Linked DNA regions of Zea mays: region 1 is linked to region 2. The links are chromatin contacts, called in public Hi-C maps. All regions are on one chromosome and are shown on one strand. The core of a region is the stretch at or near the end of the contact, and the rest is flanking DNA. Distances in the headings are between cores, read along the strand shown. Region 1 holds the start of LOC103631875 (flavin-containing monooxygenase FMO GS-OX-like 8). Region 2 holds the start of LOC100274419 (FAD/NAD(P)-binding oxidoreductase family protein).

Region 1 (3,325 bases), core at 9-2,508, 220 kb after region 2:
GCCTGCGCCTCGTAGAACCGCGGCACCAGCACCATCCTCGGCAACCCCACGAAGGACAGCGACGGCGCCAGCGCCGGCGGGAACGTGTGCTCGTACAGCGGGCCGACGCGGCTGTCGTCGACGGTCACCAGGCCTCCCGTGTCCAGGAACGGGAACGAGCAGTCGTACCCGGTGCAGTAGATGATGGAGTCGGCGGCGACACGCGAGCCGTCGGCGAACGTTACCTGCCCATCCTCGCGCAAGCACTCGATCTGCGATATGCAAGCCACATTTAATTTGTCAGGTCACCGTCCGTACCTGGATTGCTGGATCAGATTCTGAACCAGCGAATATTGGAGCATAGATTTGTAGCTGCACGGTTTCCTTTCCTGGAGGTGCAGGTGCAGGTCGCTGTGCCTGGCGACGGCCTTGGACACGGCGGGAGTGAGCGCCTCCATGGACTTGACGCTGACGTGCACCTCCCTCGCCAACTTGGAGAGCTCCAGCGCGATGTCCACGCCGCTATGACGGAAGCCCACGATCACCACCACCTCGCCGTGGAAGGAATCGGGGACCCTATACGAGTGGGAGTGCAGCTGCCTCCTGCTCCACTTGTCCATGCCTATACGAGCAGCATCCATCAGTTGAGCAACAGGCCGGGCATGAACAACGACGCATTCGGTCGGAACCAACCTCTGATGGTTGGGAGCCGTGGCTGGGTGTACTGGCCGACGGCGACGACGACGGCGTCAAACACCTCCTCCTCCGTGGTGACCACCTCGCCATCGCAGCCACGATGTCTAGACCAACTCACCGTCCACCGCTTGATGCCGTCACCGTCATCAGCGGCACGCGGCGCCGCCAGGCCGACGCGCAGGACCTTGGTGTTGAGCCTGACGACGTCCATGAGCCCGAACGCGTCGCAGAAGTCCCTGATGTACCTCAGGAACTCAGCGTGCCCCGGGTACCGCCGGGAGTCGCCGGTGCCGTCGTCTCTGGGGAAGAAGGGGAAGTCGGAGAAGCCCGTGAGCTCCCTCGGGCTGATGAGCCGGACGGAGGCGTACATGCTGCTGTGCGCGCCGGCAGCGCCGAGTGGGTCGCCGCCGTCCGCCCTCGGGTCGTACAGCCACTGCCCGCCGACGCCGCCGCTCTGCTCCATGACCGTCACGTCGTGGCCCTCGCGGAGCAGCTCGCGGGCACACGCCAGCCCCGACACGCCAGCGCCGACCACGCACACTTTCTTGGATGACACCATCTCGCTTCGCCGCCGGACCTGGTCACGGTGTCCCGGATGGCGTTTCTGATCCAAGTCTTCAACATCGTCCAAAGAAACCATGCTTGACCGCTCATTTAGATATTTCGAATGTGTAGGACCCGTTTGCAAAATCTCATCAGTTTCATCCATGAAGCTGTTGAGTAGCTTTCTAAGATGAATTTAAACTGTTTTGGGAAAAAAATATTTTGCAAAACAGCTTCACCAACAATTTCATGCATGGCTGAAAGATAAAAATAAGACAGAGATGTAAAAAAGTTGCTTTTTTTCAACTACCTCTCTTCATTCCTTTGTACAAGCGTAAATGAAGAGCTTCATCTATAAAACTGTTTTGAAAAAGAGAGCTCCACAGCTTCCAATAGCTCATGAAGCTGTATCAGACAGGTTTGTAATATAAATATATAAGTATGTTGTTAGGTATAAACTCCAAGTACAGAAGATTCCGTACATCTGCTAACAAAAGCAGGCAGATGATACAGAAAAGCAGGATCATAAAACAAATATGGTTCAACTACAAAGGACGCCCAGAATCACTTGTGGTAGCACATGTTACACACTTGTGTCAACCAAAGCAATGTGAACATTATATCACTTATTACATGCTTATACATTGAACTATTACAACAACAGATATGCGATCAGAACCTTCATTTCCCAAGACTATCAATACACTAGTTGTACCAAGAGGACGCGGAGCCCCCCAAGAAGTCAGAAATGCCTTCACTTTGTTAGGTTCTACTCCAGTAATTACACCCACACAAGTTTGGATCACCACCACTGCACCAGGCTCACGGTATTGGCAACACTACTACGATTCCTCATTCTTTACTTGAGTCCACTGTGCAGCTTCTTTCTTTCTCCTGACAAGTATCCCAAAGGAAAATCCCAGGAGCAGCGCAAACATCACACTGCCTCCGATTTCCAAGTACAGCGGAGAAATTTTCCGCACGGTGCTGACTCCTGTGCCAAGTTTGGTTCCATCCACCGCCTCAGCAACACTACTGTTACTGGGGGATACCAGGCCAGAAAATATCTCCACCATATCATGGACCTGCCCATCATGGTTCCCCACATAAGTCAGTGTTAGCTTCTCCCTTGTTGCCACAAGTCTGGCGTATCCAAACTCGCCACCGCGGTACATGGAACGCTCAGGCTGAGGAAAGATAGGGACGTCTGGGTGATCAGGCCTCGGTTGCCATACAGGTTGCCAGTCTTGGCCGCCCATCCCGATCACAAGATGCACAGGAGCGCCAGAGTACTGGAAGCTTGATGAAGTGTTGACACATTGGGAATTCTTCATCGGGCAGAACCTCTCGTACCTGTGGACATGTCCCCATAGCGCGAGGGTCACATTGTATGTCACCAGCAGCGGTTCCAGATTCTGGAGCATCTGCTGTTTCAAAGCCGCGTCCCTGGTTTCATCGCTCGAGGTGTACATGGGGCGGTGGCCCTGAAAAACAACAAACGGTGTTCTACTTCGGTTCACCTTCTCAAGGTCCGTTTTCAAGAAGTTGTGCTGGTCACTTCCCTGAACAAAATTTGTTTCGGTCGACATGTAGACGAAATGCACCACGCCTGAGTCGAAGGAGTAATAAAGATTCCTGGTGTCTGGGCCACCATTACCTGTAGGTAGAATAGAATTGCCCGGCATTCTGAACTTGACACTATAAGGTATTCCACATTCGCCTCCACCGTCCGTTCCATATGTAGCCCACCATGGTTTCCAGGGTTGTGATGGCCAATCATACTCATGATTTCCTATACAGACATGGTATGGAGTATTGGCAGCAATAGGCTCGATCTGGCTGAAGAAATGATCCCAGACCCAAGAATAACCTCTAGCATAGCTGATGTCCCCAATGTGTGAAATAAAGGCGGGTTTATCTCCAAGGGCTTCAATATCACGAAGGATCCACTTTACAGTGGACAAGCTCTCAGATTGTGTGCGAATGTAGGTGTTATAAGGCACATAAGTTCCCATGTCACCAAATAGAAAAGCATTGGTCTCACTGGCTTCACTGTCACGTGAAATGAAGCTGTATATCTCACTCCATCCTCCTGTGTCACTACCAA
Region 2 (3,769 bases), core at 318-2,817:
CATCTTCGACCGTGGTGATCACCCAAACGGGATCCCGCATCCCGGGACGACCTCCCCCTTGTCGTCGAGCTGATTATGGGCTCGAAGTGCCTCTCCAAGGTACTCATGGATGGGAGAAGTGGCCTTAACATCATGTACATCAAGACTCCTTTGACGGCTTGGCGATCGCACGGTCCGCGCTGCGCCTCAGCTCGCACCGTTCCACGGCATCGTGCCCCGCTGCTAAGCCTACTCGCTCGGATGAGTCACTCTGCATGTCACATTCGGCGAACCCTCCAACTTTCGTACCGAGCGGGTGCAATTCGAGGTGGTGGATTTCCGGGGAGCCTACAACGCCATCCTGGTGAGACCGTGCTCCGTTAAGTTCATGGTCGTCCCCAATTACACATACCTCAAGCTGAAGATGCCCGGTCCCCCCATGGGATCATTACGGCGTCTACCTCGTTCGAAGTGGCTTGCGCCCGTCGGAGCTGGGGCCCACCTATCGGAGCGGCTCAACAATCTTGTATGTGTCACCCTTGGACTATAAAAGAGAAGGCACATGCGGTATAAGGTGACATTCTCATCCTCACTCAGACCGAGAGGCTCGTTTACGCTCACTCAAGCAATACAATTCACAAGTGAAGTAGAGTATTACGCTCCGGCGGTCGAAACACTCTAAATCCTCGGTGTTCTTGTGTTCAACCATCTCATTTGGCTAACTCTAGGCAGCCTCTGCCGTGTAACCAATCGATGAGGAACGTAGGCCCGATCAACGCATGTGAGGAGTTTGGGCGTTGGGAGCTGGGCAACCAACCCTCTATATATGATCCGGCAGCGGACTGTTCTGGGGTGGCTCAATAATGGCTGAATGGTCGGAGGTAAGTTGCGGAGGACGACCACACACAGCTGCGCGCGGTTATGATCATCGTCCACCACGCCTATCCGTTCCGTTCCGTTCCGTTCCTGCGGGACAAAGCAATCACACTCGTGCACTCTATTGCTACAAGCAGCATCCGGAGCACATGACATGATTGTCTCTTTAATTTTCCTTCCTCGAGGAAAGTGCCCAAATAAGTCCGAATATATCAACGTACCTAGCTCTATTATTGGTATATTGGTACTGTACTATACATGATCACAGCCAAAAAACATACAGCAAGAGGAGTCTAATCTCAAAGACCCATGTACAGCAAGAGGATGATGAAACCCCCAATTAATAGTTGCTAGTTTAAGTGTAGTGAGACTAGTTTATATAAATCAGTCATGGAAATCTCTCCCTATAGTACGTGAGTGTTTAGTTACTAGAGACTAATTTTTAGTCCCTCCATTTTATTCCACTGTAGTCTATAAATTGTAAAATACGGAAACTATAATTCTATTTTAGTTTCCGTATTTGACAATTTAGATACTAAAGTAGAATAAAATGGAGAGACTAAAAATTAGTCCCTAAAACCAAACACCCCGTATATACGTTACCACAGGCACGCATCGTTAACACCAACATGGTCTGATCTCGTGTGTCTCTAACTCTATCTATAAAAACAGTGAGGGCTGCAAGCAAAATTTGCCGGTATCGTAGTGCTCGCTGTCTGGTACGTCTGCGCTGTGATCGTCTCTCCCCCCTTGCTTCCTTCCGCAGTTCCGCTGCTTGTAGTTGCATGCATGTGGCTGTGAAGATGATGGCATCGTCCACCGAGGAGGAGCTAGAGATGAACAAGAAGAAGGTGTGCGTGGTCGGCGCCGGCGTCTCGGGGCTGGTATCCGCCCGCGAGCTACGCCGGGAGGGCCACGACGTGACGGTCATGGAGCAGAGCGGAGGCGTCGGTGGGCAGTGGCTGTACGACCCGAGGACTGACGCCAGCGACCCGCTCGGTGCTGCCGGCGTGCACAGCAGCGTCTACGCCTCTCTCCGGCTCACCTCGCCCAGGGACATCATGGGCTTCTCCGACTTCCCCTTCTTCCCCCGCAGCAACGACGACGGCGACTCCCGGCGCTACCCAGGGCACGCCGAGTTCCTGAGGTACATCAGGGACTACTGCGACACGTTCGGCCTCATGGACGCCGTCAGGCTCAACACCAAGGTCCTGCACGTGGGACGACCACTGTTGGACGACGACGGTGTTGTGACGCGGTGGACGGTGAGGTACTGCTCGTCCGGACATGGTGTCTCTGAGCACGAGGCGGTCGCGGAGGAGGAGTTCGACGCCGTTGTCGTGGCCTCTGGCCACTACTCCCAGCCACGGCTCCCAGCCATCAACGGCATGGACAAGTGGACGAGGAGGCAGCTGCACTCCCACTCGTACCGCGTCCCCGACTCCTTCCACGCCGAGGTGGTGGTGCTCGTGGGCTTCCACCAGAGCGGCGTGGACATCGCGCTGGAGCTCTGCAAGGTGGCGAGGGACGTGCACGTCGTCAGCGTCAAGTCCTTGGAAGGCCTCACTCCCGGCGTGCGCAAGGCTGTGCCCAGGCACCACAACCTGCACCTGCACCTCCAGGCATGCAGGCAATCTTACCTGCTATATATATATATGCATGCAGCTACTACAAACAGATCCAGCATGTTCCATTCCATTCGTGTTGATTGAATTATTGTGGTGTACAGTACAGATCGAGTGCTTGTGCGAGGATGGGAAGGTCATGTTCGCTGACGGCTCGTGTGTCGTCGCCGACTCCATCATCTACTGCACTGGGTGAGCGCTGCGTGCTTCTCCGCTCAACACATGAACTGCTGACCCATGATGCATGTATATAGGTACGACTTCTCGTTCCCGTTCCTGGACACGGGAGGGCTGGTGACCGTGGACGACAACCGCGTGGGCCCGCTGTTCGAGCACACCTTCCCGCCGGCGCTGGCGCCGTCGCTGTCCTTCGTGGGCGTGCCAAGCCAGGTGCAGACGCCGCTGTTCTACGAGGTGCAGGCGAGGTGGGTGGCGCAGGCGCTGTCGGGGCGGAGGCTGCTGCCGCCGGCGGAGGAGATGCTGCGGGCGGCCGAGGAGTACCACCGCGCCAGGGAGAAGGCCGGCGTGCCCAGGCGCATGTCGCATGCCATCTTCTTCGACTTCGACTACTGCGACGAGTTCGGGGAGAAGCACGTGGGCTTGCCGCGCCCGCCCGAGTGGAAGAAGGAGCTCATGCGGGCGGCCGTTGCGCGCTTGCTCCAAGACACGGAGACCTTCCGTGACGACTACCGCGACGGTGACCTTGTCCTGGAGAGCCTGCGCCTAGAGGGCTGGTCCTCAGCTCCCTCCCCGGGCACGCTTAACGACAAGGAGAATGGAATTGCCATGCATGATATGATGCATGACAGAGATGGAGAGACACTGGAATAAGCTACTAGGGCACAGTCAACATGAATGATTTGGCTTCCAGTGCCACATATGCAATAAAGTTGCAACGATAAGGGTGTCCAAGTTGCTTGGCATTTGGCAAACCGTGAACACTTTCATCAAAGATAAGGGAGGGGTAGAGGGTCCTCTAGATCCCCCGGCCATCTGGATGAAACCTAGGCTATGAGCCAAAAGCCAGGCAGACAGCAGAGACAGGCAATCCTACACTCGATTTTATTAAGCCTATAATTAATACTCACAATTGATCGACATTATTGTTCTTAAAAGATTGAATCTAACCAAAACCCTGAGCTCTAATATGGCGGCTGTGGACCGTGCGTACTGAAAATATATGAGGGTTAGAGGCATGCTACATGCAAGACATCGGACGCCTTCTTAATGGATTCTAACACGATGCTCTAAGATCGTGGCAAAGTGTATCTTGGCGCCATTTTTATATC

The links. Hi-C and Micro-C count contacts between places; a contact is called where the count stands out from the background.
Region 1: a Hi-C map of ear shows a contact between it and region 2, with 4 times the contacts expected there. The contact joins the promoter of LOC103631875 here to the promoter of LOC100274419 in region 2. A contact is called at or near these places in 3 of 25 Hi-C or Micro-C datasets (ear, leaf and tassel) and 1 of 3 datasets of contacts at active chromatin or transcription factors (leaf).

The regions. Positions count from the first base shown.
Region 1 is chr7:1,880,841-1,884,165 of Zm-B73-REFERENCE-NAM-5.0, forward strand. It overlaps LOC103631875 (flavin-containing monooxygenase FMO GS-OX-like 8), which reads right to left and starts at 1,259. Exons shown (of 3, transcript NM_001364923.1): 1 at 673-1,259; 2 at 369-601; 3 at 1-251. The coding sequence starts at 1,234. It overlaps LOC100286077, which reads right to left. Exons shown (of 2, transcript NM_001364924.2): 2 at 1,643-3,325. The coding sequence ends at 2,061.
Region 2 is chr7:1,660,159-1,663,927 of Zm-B73-REFERENCE-NAM-5.0, forward strand. LOC100274419 (FAD/NAD(P)-binding oxidoreductase family protein) reads left to right here and starts at 1,568. Exons shown (of 3, transcript NM_001148778.1): 1 at 1,568-2,477; 2 at 2,590-2,672; 3 at 2,735-3,390. The coding sequence starts at 1,641. The coding sequence ends at 3,311.